5 separate regions of the Mus musculus genome follow, and all the other regions are linked to region 1. The links are chromatin contacts, called in public Hi-C maps. All regions are on one chromosome and are shown on one strand. Each heading gives the region's core, a stretch centred on a gene start, on an enhancer-like site or on the middle of the called end of the contact. The rest is flanking DNA. Distances are from core to core; before and after follow the strand shown.

Region 1 (2,700 bases), core at 79-2,578:
CCAGAGATGAGAGAACTTGCTCTTCTTGCAGAGGAGTTCAATTCCACAGACCCACAGCCACCTGTAGCTCCAGCTCCAGGGATCCAACAACCTTTTGTGACCTCCATGGGAATATACATATATACATACACACATATACACAAACACACACACATTCGCATGCATATATGTACACATAGACACATAAATAAAACAATAAAAAATTATTTTTAAAAATAAACATATAGAGAAAACAAGAATGTATAATACATCATATGTAATACATAATACATAAAAAGTCCCATCATAAAATGACCAGTACTCTATGATTCCATTTATATGGGGCACTTGGAATAGTCATGTTCCTAGAGATAGAGATCTGGATGGTAGTTGTTGGTGGCTGTTGAAGGCACCTCTGGTGTTTACCAAATAGTGTAATGGATGTAAGCTACAGTTCTGTATTATGTGAGAGTACTTAGCACTACTCAACTAAATACCTTTGAGTGGTGAAGGTATCTGGGATTGGTGGAATGCTTGCAATCCCAGGGCTTTAGAGATTACAAACTGGAGTTCAGCCTGGGCTACACTGCAGGGCCCTGTATACAGATAAATAACCCTGAGATGATGAGTGTCATACTCTTGTGTATTTTCCCACCGTTAACAATTGTTGTGCAAAGTTTCTGCACGCACTGAATCCTTTGTTGCCCAGTGTTCGGCAGATTCCACTTTTTGTTTGGCTGAGATGTGTCTTCAGCTACAGATCTATTTGGTGCCAATTTTAGTAATGGTAGAATGAAGTTCAAATAAACTTTCCTCTCGAGAAAGGCCTAACTCCGGCAAGTTGCCAGGACAAGAGAAGAAGCAAGCACATGCAACAGTGCGGAAGGCACCGAATCCTGCAGGCACACTCTGTAGGTGATCTTGACACCAGGATTGGAGCCGTGAGGGGAGTGGAGGAGACAGGCAGCCGTCAACCACACTATAATCCACAACATGTATTATCACTGTCTTCTGGATTATAGATGTTTCTTTCAATGAGTCAGGAAGGTTGACTGGCTGATGGATTTAAAAAAACAAACAAAAACAAAACCCTCATAGGGCTTTCCTTATATAGATTGTCCTCAGGAGACCTCTGACTGAATGTTCCCTCCTCCCTAGCTAGCAGCTGCTTCTTAGCATGTGTGTTTACAGAAATACCAGTAGTTATTGCATGTTCCTTGCCATGTGATTAAGCATTGCCATAAAGCCCTGGCTAGATTAGGGAAAGATCTTCCCTTTCTGAGACTGGAACCAAACTAGTGTCCATGACGGACAGCTTCTGCCACCTACTGGCCAATGGTAGTATCACTTGCCAAATGCCTCTACTTGCCAAGGAGAGAGAGCTAGAAAATTCAATATAGGAGGACACACTATATGGGCTTGCTCACACACGCACGCGCGCACACACACGCACACACACACTGAATCATATATTTTAGCGTTATATCACAGAGTATATACTCAGATGTTGGGTTAAGTGGAGTCTACCCCACTATTGCTGACAACTTTCATTTAGCATCTCCCTCAACTCTTAGAAACAGTGCATGAGGTAAGCTCCATTGTTCTCATTTTAGAGGTTGGAAAACTGGAGAACGGAAGTGTCCTTCTGATATGACAAGGGATCAGAAGCACCATGAATAATATATTGGAAAGAAGGCCTACAGTGAAATTACTATCTTCTCTCTCCATTTTAAATTTAATTTTGTTACTTTATGAGTTCTGCTTGATTTTCATATGTTTATCACATGCATACAGTGTCCAAGGAGTCCAAAAGGCAGTGTCAGATCCCCTGGAACTGGAGTACAGGCTGTTGTGAGCTGCCATACAGGTGCTGGGAACTTAGGAAGAGCAACCAGTGCTCTTAATGCTGAGCCATCTCTCCTGTCCCTGCTTCTCCATTTTTTTTTCAAATCAAACACACCATTGTAAAGATGTCTAGTGTGCTCTAAAGAATCCAGAAGAGCCAGCTTAAGAGTCAGAGAGATGACTCAGCAGTTAAGACCACCAGTCGCTCTTCCAGAGGATCTGGGTTCAGTTTCCGACACCCACATACAACCAATCTTCCAACCACGGTCTGGAGTTCCAGATAGTCTGATACCCTCACATAGACATGCATGCAGGCAAAATACCAAGGCAAAATACCAATGCACGCAAAATAAAATAAATAATTTTCTTTTTAAAAAAAAAAGTCCTACAGAAAATAGCAGCTAATGCTTCTGTCCAGGTTCACTCTGGCAAGGTCACCGCTTTCCAGACCTCCCACAGTGAGTGTAGCAGGTGGCTGTGTCCTCATTACTTACCTTCAGTTCATATCAACAAACACATGGCTATTTCTCCAAACAAAACAAAACAAACCTTACATCCTGAAAATTTGCCACCACTGAAGATCTTTATGCTCTGGAGTCCCTCATAGTCATTCAAGCAACAGTGCAAATATGCAAATGTGTAAAATTTCCAAGCGTGACCAGGTGAGACAGGAGTACATCCGTGGACATATATGGCTTGATTAAAAAAAAAATCAGTTTTAGACCCACAGTTGAAATTTAGAGGAAAGGGCTGGGGAGATGGCTCAGCAGGTAAGAGCACTGACTGCTCTTCTGAAGGTTCTGAGTTCTATAAATAAATCTTTGGGCCGGAGCAAGCAGGGACTGAGTGAGTGGGGTTGACTAGAGCAAGCAGAGG
Region 2 (2,700 bases), core at 2-2,501, 590 kb before region 1:
CCAGTGGTTGATGTTGGCTGCCTTCCTCAATCACCTTTTGTTAATGAGTTAAATTTCCTTTTGACACTTTTGATGGCTATGATACATCTAATTATTCTTACCCTTGCTGTCTTCTGTCTCCCGTCCATTACTGTCCATTCTGCCTCTTTCCTACAAACCCCTTTTCTACCTTTGTATCTTTTGTTTTGTTTTGTGACCCACTGAGTTTAAGCAAGGCTACCTGTAAAACTGTGGTTGCAGAACTATCCTTTAGAGCCCAGAAGGTATACAACTGAAGGCCATGATTTCTTCTTCCCCAACACCCATCAACAGCCAATAGTTTCCCCAGGGAGGGGGAGACCCTCTGAGTCCTTCCCATCCATGGATGACTGCTAAAAAACCCAGCTTTGTTCAGGCCCAGTGCAGGGGATCTCTGCTGCGGTGCGTTCATGAATTCTCTGTCACACTCAGAAAACAGTGTTTTGTAGCTCTTCTCTCCAACATTTGGCTCTTATACTCTTTCTCCCACCTCTTCTGGATAATCCCTGAGCCTGGATACATGATATAAATATTTAGGGCTGCATGCTCATCAGTCATAGCTAGAACAGCCATGTATCTCTTTCACTGCAAAGAGAAGCTTCTCTGATCCAGGCTTAGGGTGGTATATATCTATGCATATAAATGTAAATATTTAGAAGATAGTATTATGTGATGTCAACTTATGAAAACAGCAGCAGTGAGTCCTCCCGTCCCCACCCCAGGGCCTATGACCTTCTAGCCATGACTTTCTAAACAGGTTTAAAGTACCAATCATGAATTCTCTTCTTTGGCCTTAAGTCTATTCAGGTATCTGTCATTTACTCCTGTAACAGTCATGCCCCTATTGTTCCAGGGATTGCACTTGGCATGGCGGGTTGGAATTATGGCTTCAACTTTTCTCCTCTGGCAGCTTCTAGCACCTTCTAGCCAGCAGGAGGCATGCTAGCCAGGAGAAAGGGGGCTTCCAGTTAAGTTCCAGCTTCATTTCTCTATGTCCTGCCACCCACGTTTGTCCCACCTTATTTCTGGAGACTAGGTCTTTCTCTGAATATGGAGATCACTGATTTGGTAGACAGGCTGGTCAGTAAACTCCAGAAATCTACTTGCCTCTCCAGGGCTGGAATCACAGGGGCATTCACCACCCGCAGCTTTCTGCATGGGTGATGGGGATCTAAAGTTAGGTTCTCATGCTTGGACAGCAGACATTTACTGACTGAGTCATCATGACTTTTTATGGAGAAGTTGCCAGCCTTGGCCGTATGTCAGTCATATCCAAAGCACGAGTGCCCCACTGGCAGCTCCTTTGAGGGGATGACAAATGTGATGTCATGTCTAGTATGGGAGCAGGAAACTTGAAAAATTACATAGTGTGCTAAGATAGGAACCGTTCTGGCAATAATCTTTGCTGCTTCTCTCTTATCACCAGCAATCCTCCTAACCTTTGAGGCACTCCTCTTAACTTCTGGCTTTCATGTCTGGCACTAGTACTCAGCATGAGTGTTATCTAGGGAGGGCATGTTATTTCCTCAGTGAAACAATTTTTTTTAAAGATTTATTTATTTATTATATGTAGGTACACTGTAGCTGTCTTCAGACATTCCAGAAGAGGGAGTCAGATCTCCTTATGGATGGTTGTGAGCCACCATGTGGTTGCTGGGATTTGAACTCAGGACCTTCAGAAGAGCAGTTGGGTGCTTTTACACGCTGAGCCATCTCACCAGCCCCAACAATTTTTTTTATATATTTTTTCTTTATTTACATTTCAAATGTTATCCCATTTCCTTGTTTCCCCTCCAAAAAACCCTTATCCTTTCCTCCCCCTCCCCCTGCTCACCAACCCACCCACTCCCACTTCCTGATCCTGGCATTCCCCTACACTGGGGCATTGAGCTGGCACAGGACCAAGGGTCTCTTCTCCCATTGATGCTCCACAGGCCATCCTCTGCTACATATGCGGCTAGAGCCATAGGTCCCTTCATGTGTTCTCTTTGGTTGGTGGTTTGGTCCCTGGGAGCTCTGGGGGAATCTGATTGGTTCATATTGTTGTTCTTCCTATGGGGAAAACCCCTTCAGCTCCTTGGTTCCTTTCTCTAGCTCCACCATTGGGGACCCTGTGCTCAATCCAATGGTTGGCTGAGAGCATCCATCTCTATATTTGTCAGGCACTGGTGGAGCCTCTCAGGAGACAGCTATATCAGGCTCCTGACAGCAAGCACTTGTTGGTATCCACTATAGGGGTATGGGTTTGGTGACTGTATATGGGATGGATCCCCACCCCCTTCAGTGAAGCAATTTTAAAACCACATGCATTATGTTTCTTTTCCCAATTGCAAAAGCAATGCATCCTTTCTGTATATACCCACTGTAGATGTTTTTTGAAAATAAGAAAAGCACAGAGAAGGAAGGAAATAGATGCTACACCTGTGCTTCTAAGCAATGACACGTTTCTAAGCCACATTCTTTCTATGCACTGGTGTGTTTAAAGTTTTATAAGTTCTTGCCCCTGAGGCAGTAAGGACAATACTTCAGATTTCACGTATGCAGCAGTGTTAGTGTCTGGTAACATTTATGATGTATGTGTAACATAATTTAACTAACCAACTATGGTGGTTTGAAGATGTTTGGCCCATGGGAAGTGCTACTATTAGGAGGTGTGTCCATGTCAGAGGAAGTATGTCACTG
Region 3 (2,700 bases), core at 53-2,552, 560 kb before region 1:
ACTCACCCTGAAAATCCCTTCCCACTCTCCAAGGTTTATATAGCCCTTATTCACCCCAAGTAAAATATATGTGCAAGCCATTTCAATAAATTCTGTCTAAAAGAGCTGTAACACTGAAATCCTTGTAGAAGGCCCCCTCTCCCCAGCCAAACCCACAGACCAAGAGCCTGCTGACGTACTGAACCACAACATTGGTTAAAGGTATAGAATTAGAGCTAGAAAAAGGAAGTGAATTTTTAAGAGATTAGTTAATAATGATACATTGTATTCTTCAAAAATGTAAAGAGTGTGGGTGTTATATGGTTTTACCATGGGAGTAATAACCACGTGAGGTGGTGTGTTTGTTAATTAGCATTGTTGTATCTCTGTGTGTATATACTTAAGAATAAGTTGTACATGATAAAATCATATGCTATCTGCCAATTTTAGAAGTGTGTTTAAAGGACTGGAGGGATGGCACAGTGGTTAAGAGCATTTGCTGCTCTTGTAGAGGACTGGAATTTGGTTCCCAGAACTCACATGGTGGCTTATAACTGCCTGTAACTCCAGTTCAAGGGGATCCAATGCCCTCTTCTGGCTTCCCTTGGTACCAGGCATGCATATGGTGCACATGGGGACATTCAGGCTAAGCAGTCATATACATAAAATAAAAGTAAATGCATTTTTAAGAAAGAAAGAATGAAGTCCCACTGAGGGTAGGGAGTTGTTTGGTTTGGTTAATGTTTTTAGGGCTGGGGTGGTGGCTCACTGTTCAGCACATTGTTCTTGAAGAGGGTACAGCTCCGGTTCTCAGCACCCATGTTGGGTGCCTCACAGCTGCCTGCAACTCCAGCTCCATGGGATCTAGTCTCTTCTGGCTTCTGTGGACACCTGCTGTGGTGTATACACACACACACACACACACACACACACACACACACACCAAACAAATTTTAAAAGGAAGGAAATTGAAATTAAAAAAAAGAAAAAAAAAGGAAGTAAGAAAGGAAAGGGAGGAATCAAATAAGAGAGGTGAGAAAAGGAGAAAAACAGGAAACAAGACTCTTGAAATAAAGGGGAAGAGGAAACGATACAAGAGTGTGTGTGTGCTGGGGCGTTGTAAAGTAAATGAACAGATAGGGGAACCCAGACAAGTGGGAATTTTGACTTATACAAAAAAGGAAGTGAGAAATGTAAAGCGTCTGAGGGTGAAGAGAAATCTGGGTGTGAGCCATGGGAAAAGGGAAGTGAGAACTGAGAGAGGGGGAGATCCGGTACAGTGGACACTCAGAGTACAGCGGATACAGAGGGTACAGCGGGTGGGAAAAGGGAAGTGAGAAGTGAGAACTGAGAGAGGGGTGATCCGGTACAGCGGACACTCAGGGTACAGCGGGTGGGAAAAGGGAAGTGAGAACTGAGGGGAAATTTGGTACATCGCTTAGGGCGGGTGCGGTGGGTGGGAGACGGGAAGTGAGAAATGTTAAAGCTATGGGGGAGGCAAGGAAGCCAGGTGTGAGCCATGGGAAAAGGGAAGTGAGAACTGAGAAATGAGAAAGGGGGTTATCCTGTACGGTGGGTATGGCCAGTATGGAGGATGGGAAAGGGGAAGTGAGGATGTAAGATAAATAAGGGGGAATCCAGATAAGCCAGAAATCTGAAATTTAAAAAAAAAAAAAAAGAGGAAATGAGAAATGTGAGAAAGGAAACAAACCAGATGAAAAAGGGAAGCAGGACAGAGGAGCGGCAGAGAGGCCTTGGCAGGAGAAAAGTTCCCAGGCCAGAGATATGCCACACTCCACTCACGTTGGCCTGGACCTGAACCTACGTGCTCCAGGGCCAGTTCTTTATGGGAGGAGACTGACAGCACTTAGGTAACTGTGAATTGCTACCTTAGAAATAGGATTTTAAGAAGTGAAAAAGAGGAAGAGGAAGTGGAGGAAGAGGAGGAAGGGAAGGGAGGAGAGGAGGGAAAGGAAGAGAAGGAAGGAGGCAGGGAAAGACAGGAGGAGGAAGCTAGAAAGTGTGAGTTGACAGAGCAGAGCAGTTGGTCAATGTAGAATTTTTAACCTGCCTTCCAGTACTCTTCAGCGTTTGGGGGGGGGGGTGGTTCAGGGTGGAGGGAGGCATTGTTCTCTTGCAGGAGTAAGCCACTAGTAGAATTCTGAAGAGTTTGAAAACAAAGCATATTGGTGTGATTAGTTGAAATCTTTTGGTTAAAAATGAAATAACCATTTGTCAATGTTTTATCAACAATGAAGACAATACCCAAAATTGTATGTGTGACCTCAAAGCTAATGTGATATATTGATAATATGATATAATGTGATATATTGAAATTATTCTGAGTAAGAGATACATTGTTACTTTTTTCCTCTTCAATGATCTGTGCTTTTAATTTTAAGGGAACTAATTTTCCCATGTAATGATGTCATTGCAAATTAAAACACTTTTTTCTTCTTTCTCTCCCTTCTCTCCTCCTCTTCCTCTGCAACAGGGTTACATGATGGAAACCAGAATCTCAGACCTGAAATGTGACACAGATGTGTTTGTAACCTTTGAAGGTGACAATGTGGTCATGCTTCAGGTAAGGGTTAGGACACAGTTATTCATTTTAAACAGCACACTTTTCAAGACCAAGAATTATCCAAAAAATCTGAAGTGTTTTGTACATTTTATCTTTATCTGATACCTTCATTTAATTGGCAGGTGTTTTCCTGTTAG
Region 4 (2,700 bases), core at 42-2,541, 610 kb before region 1:
AATAGCGTTTCAGATCTATAATCTTAAATGGCATCATTCGCAGTTCTCTCTGAGCCCTGGATTGATTTTCACGTGGATATCAGCGTGCATACATACTCGGCTCTTTGTTTTTGTTTTTTTTTTAAAGATCATGAGAAAGCTAAGTGACTTGGATTCTTTTTCTTTGGAGGGAGTGCTGAAATGAGAATTGTTTTTATAGAGAAAAATATACCCTTTACATGTATTTTTAACAAAAAATAGTAACCCAGTGGAGGAAAGACAGGAAGAATATTGTGTCCATATAGATCATATTCTGGAACAATAAAAACGTCTGGCAGGCAGTAATTGCTGGCCAGCTGCAGGGATTACAGCCCTGTGAGCTGTGTTCAGGGCAGCATGCCAGGATGCTGGCAACCAGGGAAGGAGCCTTCAGTGTGCCCGACTGGGTCCATAAACATGATGCTGAGTGCAGAATAGCCAGTCAAGGTTGCCATGTGGGCTATGACTTCTCTGACCAGTGTCTTGATATCCCCTGTCTCTGCTGCCTCTCTTGCAGCCAGACAACAAGCTTGGGGATAATGGTGGCAGTCTTAGGGCTGACCTCTGGTAGCATCTCTGAGCACAAAAGCCATTAATCTTTATTGTCACATTTCCCACCTCTACAGCCAGATAGAACATCAGACAGGTCAGAAGCCAGTGGAAACTCCCTTTTGGTGCTTTGGGACTGTCAGCATCTGAGGCCAGAGGGAAGGAGTTGTGGACCCTGCTTTCTGCTCATCCACTGATTTGGGGTTTTTTTTTTTTTCTGTTCTCATAGAAGAAAGTCAGGGTATGGCTGTTGGCATGAGGTGGGTTCCTCTCTTCTCCTCTCTCATTCTTCTCATTAATTTCTATCCTAACTGACTACCCATGTTCCCTTGTCAAAGTTATTTCTCTGTAACAACTATTAATAAGCAGACATTCCAGAAAAACAACACAAAACACTAGCATCAGTCGGGAGGTAGAGGGTGCCAGCAGAAAGCATGGACTAAGCAGGCTAAGCAGGCTAAGCAGATTAGGAATGACTCGTTGGATGCTTTGGGAGGCTTCTGATATTGGCAGGGGGCTCTCCTTGGTCTGACACTACCTTGGTGTCACCTGGGGTGACCTGTGCAGGGTAACAGTGGCCTACATTGTGATAGCCTCGTGAAGGAGGTATTGGGGCCTCTGAATTTGTTAGCTTGCATTTGGAAGATGTTGTCATGGGGACATCATTTGCTATCTTTAGGAATGAGCTCACCCTGGGAGGCGGGGCAAACACTCCAGGATCAAGCAAGGCTCCAGTGGAGAAGCATCAGGAGCAGTCAGTTAGTAGAGACACATGCAGTGTCAGGCTGCAAGGGAGAGACATTGGCACTGGAGGGATCACAGGAAGATTACTGAGGGCATTCTAGGGAGAAGCAACTTTGCTTTTATTGGTTTGTTTCTGTTTGGGTTTTGGAAGGGATATGTTAGAGAGAGGGAGAAATATCAGAAAAGTCTCAGTTGGGGAGGGGGATGTGTCTTAGTTAGGGTTTTATTGCTGTGACATCATGACCATGCAACTCTTATTAAAAAAAATTAATTGAGGCTGGCTGATAGTTTCAGAGGTTTAGTCCATTATCATGGCAGGAAGCATGGCAGTGTGCAGGCAGACACGGTGCTAGAGGAGCTGAGAATTCTGCATCTTGATCCACAGGCAGCAGCAGGATACTGTCTTCCACACTGAGTGTAGCTTGAGCATAGGAAATCTCAAAGCCCACTCTCACAGTAACATACTTCCTTCAAGGCAAGACCTACTCCGACAAGGCCACACCTCCTGATAGTGTCACTCCCTATGAGCTAACCATGCAAACACATGAGTTGATGGGGACCTTGCCAATTTGTCTTAGTTTGGGTCTTTGTAGAGACACCATGAACATAGCAACTTGAATAAAGGCAAACATTTAATTGGTGCTGGCCTACAGTTTCAGAGATCCAGTCCATTATTGGCATGGCCGGAAACACGGCAGCATGCGGGCAGGCATGGTGCTGCAGGGAGCTGAGAGTTCTACATTTTGATGTGAAGGCAGCAGAGAGAGACTGTGAGCCACACTGGGCATAGCTTGAGCATAGGAGACCTTAAAGCTCACCCCAACAGTGACACACTTCCTCCAGGAATACCACACTTACTCCAACAAGGCCATGCCTCCTAATAGTACCCACTCCCTATGGGCCTATGGGGGCCAATTACATTTAAAGAACCACACTATTCAAACTACCATTCCAGCTTCTAGCCCCCATAAGCTTGTAGCCATAACATAATGCAAAATGCATTTAGTCCATCTTCAAAAGTTCCCATAGCCTATCACAGTCTCAACAATGTTTAAAACTCCAAAGTTCAAAGCCTCTTCTGAGATTCATGCAATCTCTTAACTGTAATCCTTTAAAATCAAAATTGCACACTTTACCAGATCACATACTTCCAACATATAATAGCACAGGATATACATTACTGTTTCAAAAGATATGGAAGAGAGCATAGTAGGGAACTTCTGGACCAAAGCAAGACCAAAACCAGCTGGACAAACTCCAGCCTCTGCATCAGATCTCCAACTCCTTTCAGCTTTGTTGACAGCAACACATTTCTTTTTCTCAGTCTGGTTCCACGTCCTGTTAACAGGTTTCCTTGGCAGGTATACCATGGCTCTGGCACTTGGGGTC
Region 5 (2,700 bases), core at 15-2,514, 640 kb before region 1:
GCCACATCTGTCCTCAGCTGTGTGGGTCTTTGCTCCAGCAGGCTGCAGAATGAGCTGGTTGCCTGCAGAGCAAAAGCCAGAGGCAGCAAGCCGCGGTGGCCTTGCTTCAAACAAGCGGACTTTCCCCAAAGCTTCGGCTGATTTTCACTTAGTTATGGAACAAAACACAAATGTTGTTTCTTTAAAATGCCACAGCGGCAATCAGAGTATATTTCCACGCACCCTTTTCTCAGTTTCCTGAGGCCACCTGCCTTGTTACACGTTTGAAAGCTTCCTCTTCCTCTTCCTGAAACAGGAAGCTTGCCTTCTTATTTTCCTCCAGGTTTAAAGTGTGCCCTTCTTTGAAGAGAGTTCACACACACTCTCTGTGGGGTTGCACCTTTGTTTATAACATAAAAAAAAAATCTCCATTTCTCTACATGTGCTCTGTCTTGTCTCTAAAGGTCACACGGCACAGAGCTCCCTGCTCAGGGTACATCAACCTGGGCTGATTTTATCTGTGTGCGCTTTGTAAGATGTTTGTATTTGCATAGGACGTTTAGATACAGGGACACTTTGTATAACTATATTTGAAAATTGAGAGAGAGAGAGACAGAGAGAGAGAGAGAGAGAGAGAGAGAGATTGCTGTAGCCTGTGCCCAGTCCAGTGGCTAGTGCAGTAATTACACCAGTCCCTTAGTATAGCGTTCTCGAGCATGTACAATGTAGTGAAATGAGTGCTTTTTGTTTGCACGGTGTGCAGTTCAGTGTGGTGTGAGAATCCGCCTGACCCCAATACATTTTGTTTGACATGCACAGCTGGGGCACTGGAGGATAGTCCAGGCCATTAAAAAGAATGCGAAAAGAAAACACACACCATCTATTTGTCAGGACACAATGAAAGGGAGACTTACTGGGCCTGGATCACACCAGGAGGAAGGAGAAGAGGAAAACCCACCTGGCCCCCAGGGAGCCGGCAGGGGCACAGCTACTGTTGCCTGCTAGAGCTCCCCTGGTCATGCAAACCGATGCCCTTCCCAGCTCCCGGGATCTTCTTGTAGGGTGCTGTGCAATCAGAATGCTGGGGTGGAAGGGAGGAGGTCTTATTTGGACTTGGCATTCCAGGGGAGCCCAAGGTTAAGGGGTTCATCAGGCTTATGTGACATCTAGGAATGGCTTCTAAGGTGTCTGACCGGTGAAGACCTGCTACGCCTCCCGAGGTACCCCAGGCTTTCACCAACAGGCAGGAGAGAAGGCAGTGATGGATCCTTAGGAAGTTGGTTCCTCCCTCTCCCCAGCCACACAGATGCTACCCCATACTCAGCTGCAGTCCCCTCCCACTGGCCCCTCCCATCATCTTTCTTTTATTCCCCATTTGTTTCCTTGCAGGGATCTAGGAGGAAGTGGAAACAACAGGCCAAGCTAATGCTATAAATAAATGGTCGGCTAACCTTGGTTAGGAAATAGTAAGGCACCCAAAATGAAATGTTGCTAAAGGAGTACCCAAGGATCAGTAACATACTGACCAGACTTGTTTAAAAACTATGGAAGATGTGTACCTTTAACATAAAGTTTAGATTGCTGGGGAAATGTTTCAGCTCATGTTTGGCTCTTCATTGCCACCAAGTAGACCAATTCCCATACTGCAAAGAAACACCCCTGTCCCACAGCTGACCGTTAGGCCCTACCCCATACCAAAGGGCATGACTACAATGTTATAACCCTAGACCTAGAGCAATTTTTATGGAGGCTTGTTTCTTTTGGAGCACTAGACAAAACTGGACATATGCTTTGTTATTAAAGGATGTCTTCCTTATTTTTCCTGAGTGTGTGACATGAGTTGTCACTGGGATTAGGGGATGTTTCTCTGTTACAATAGTATCAGTCTCACACTTCATTCTCTGATTCTCTGATTCTCTCTCTGTGTGTGTATGTGTGCGCGTGTGTATGCATATTCACATGTTCACGTGTGCAGTTACATCTGAACAGCCATGCTGCATAGATAGGTCTGGAGAAAGGTCCCTGGCAACCTCACCTGCATTCAGAAGCCAAGACATCTTTGTATTACCTTAGTCACCTGGACCTTTTCAGAGTGACAGCTCTGAGCCTCACCTTGACTCAGCCCTGGCTCACTGTCCCTAGTTTCCTCGATGGCTGTGTAGAGAAGGGCATCAGTACGCTCTTATGCCCTGTAATGGACCATGGTAGAAAAGGTGTCCAAGAAACTCCCTCTCTGGCAAAAGTAAGAAAAATATACCTTGACTGATGTGGTTTGGCAAGAGTGACTTAAAAATGAACTCCACAAAAAACCCCCACACTAATGGGAGATGGTGTGTCCTTGCCCTTTGCGGCAGAAGTTTAAGGTGCCAGTGTGGTTAGCTGAATTCTGGAAGGAACAAAAGGGGAGATTCCCTCTGGCTGTTTTCATGACTGTACTTGTTCAAAACTCCCATTTCCCCCCCTCACCTACATTTTGTTTCTTGACCTGGAACAGAGACTCTCAGAAATCTAACCTTGGCTATATTAGTAAATGGTAAACTTTTCAGTTCACACTGAATAGTTGATAGGAATTTCAAAACACGGTTAAATGCCTTCTTTGTGAAGACAGCAGGAGCTCCCTTCTCATCTCTCTGATGTCACTAATCCAGCATTTGCACCTTACTGTCACTACGTAATGTCTGGGCAGCTCAGAAGGATTTCCAGGTAGTGGATCTGAGCACA

The links. Hi-C and Micro-C count contacts between places; a contact is called where the count stands out from the background.
Region 2: a Hi-C map of bone marrow-derived macrophages shows a contact between it and region 1, with 23 read pairs. The contact joins two enhancer-like sites. A contact is called at or near these places in 1 of 39 promoter capture datasets (embryonic stem cells), 4 of 484 Hi-C or Micro-C datasets (CD8 T cells, bone marrow-derived macrophages, embryonic fibroblasts and 1 more), 1 of 115 datasets of contacts at active chromatin or transcription factors (fibro-adipogenic progenitors) and 1 of 9 other capture datasets (embryonic stem cells).
Region 3: a Hi-C map of bone marrow-derived macrophages shows a contact between it and region 1, with 28 read pairs. The contact joins two enhancer-like sites. A contact is called at or near these places in 1 of 39 promoter capture datasets (embryonic stem cells), 4 of 484 Hi-C or Micro-C datasets (B cells, the BV-2 cell line, bone marrow-derived macrophages and 1 more), 4 of 115 datasets of contacts at active chromatin or transcription factors (embryonic stem cells, fibro-adipogenic progenitors, large pre-B cells and 1 more) and 1 of 9 other capture datasets (embryonic stem cells).
Region 4: a Hi-C map of bone marrow-derived macrophages shows a contact between it and region 1, with 29 read pairs. The contact joins two enhancer-like sites. A contact is called at or near these places in 1 of 39 promoter capture datasets (embryonic stem cells), 1 of 15 datasets of contacts at CTCF or cohesin (pro-B cells) and 1 of 484 Hi-C or Micro-C datasets (bone marrow-derived macrophages).
Region 5: a Hi-C map of bone marrow-derived macrophages shows a contact between it and region 1, with 25 read pairs. The contact joins two enhancer-like sites. A contact is called at or near these places in 3 of 15 datasets of contacts at CTCF or cohesin (embryonic stem cells and large pre-B cells), 5 of 484 Hi-C or Micro-C datasets (bone marrow-derived macrophages and embryonic stem cells), 5 of 115 datasets of contacts at active chromatin or transcription factors (T-cell acute lymphoblastic leukemia, embryonic basal ganglia, fibro-adipogenic progenitors and 2 more) and 1 of 9 other capture datasets (embryonic stem cells).

What each region holds. Positions count from the first base shown.
Region 1 is chr2:128,572,108-128,574,807 of GRCm38.p6, forward strand. Gm36203 (a long non-coding RNA gene) reads right to left here. Exons shown (of 9, transcript XR_866725.3): 7 at 2,374-2,519. Among named protein-coding and RNA genes, the nearest start is that of Gm36203, 18 kb to the right of the region's middle. Within about 2 kb of position 1,329, at least 34 of the 459 cell types and tissues checked have an H3K27ac peak or open chromatin away from gene starts, as enhancers often do. A contact at or near this core is called in bone marrow-derived macrophages, where this site is marked.
Region 2 is chr2:127,982,215-127,984,914 of GRCm38.p6, forward strand. All of the region lies in intron 11 of Acoxl (acyl-Coenzyme A oxidase-like), which reads left to right. Among named protein-coding and RNA genes, the nearest start is that of Acoxl, 130 kb to the left of the region's middle. Within about 2 kb of position 1,252, at least 2 of the 459 cell types and tissues checked have an H3K27ac peak or open chromatin away from gene starts, as enhancers often do. A contact at or near this core is called in bone marrow-derived macrophages, where this site is marked.
Region 3 is chr2:128,007,604-128,010,303 of GRCm38.p6, forward strand. Acoxl (acyl-Coenzyme A oxidase-like) reads left to right here. Exons shown (of 18, transcript NM_028765.3): 12 at 2,474-2,563. Among named protein-coding and RNA genes, the nearest start is that of Bcl2l11, 120 kb to the right of the region's middle. Within about 2 kb of position 1,303, at least 89 of the 459 cell types and tissues checked have an H3K27ac peak or open chromatin away from gene starts, as enhancers often do. A contact at or near this core is called in bone marrow-derived macrophages, where this site is marked.
Region 4 is chr2:127,960,995-127,963,694 of GRCm38.p6, forward strand. All of the region lies in intron 9 of Acoxl (acyl-Coenzyme A oxidase-like), which reads left to right. Among named protein-coding and RNA genes, the nearest start is that of Acoxl, 110 kb to the left of the region's middle. Within about 2 kb of position 1,292, at least 52 of the 459 cell types and tissues checked have an H3K27ac peak or open chromatin away from gene starts, as enhancers often do. A contact at or near this core is called in bone marrow-derived macrophages, where this site is marked.
Region 5 is chr2:127,927,742-127,930,441 of GRCm38.p6, forward strand. All of the region lies in intron 9 of Acoxl (acyl-Coenzyme A oxidase-like), which reads left to right. Among named protein-coding and RNA genes, the nearest start is that of Acoxl, 74 kb to the left of the region's middle. Within about 2 kb of position 1,265, at least 33 of the 459 cell types and tissues checked have an H3K27ac peak or open chromatin away from gene starts, as enhancers often do. A contact at or near this core is called in bone marrow-derived macrophages, where this site is marked.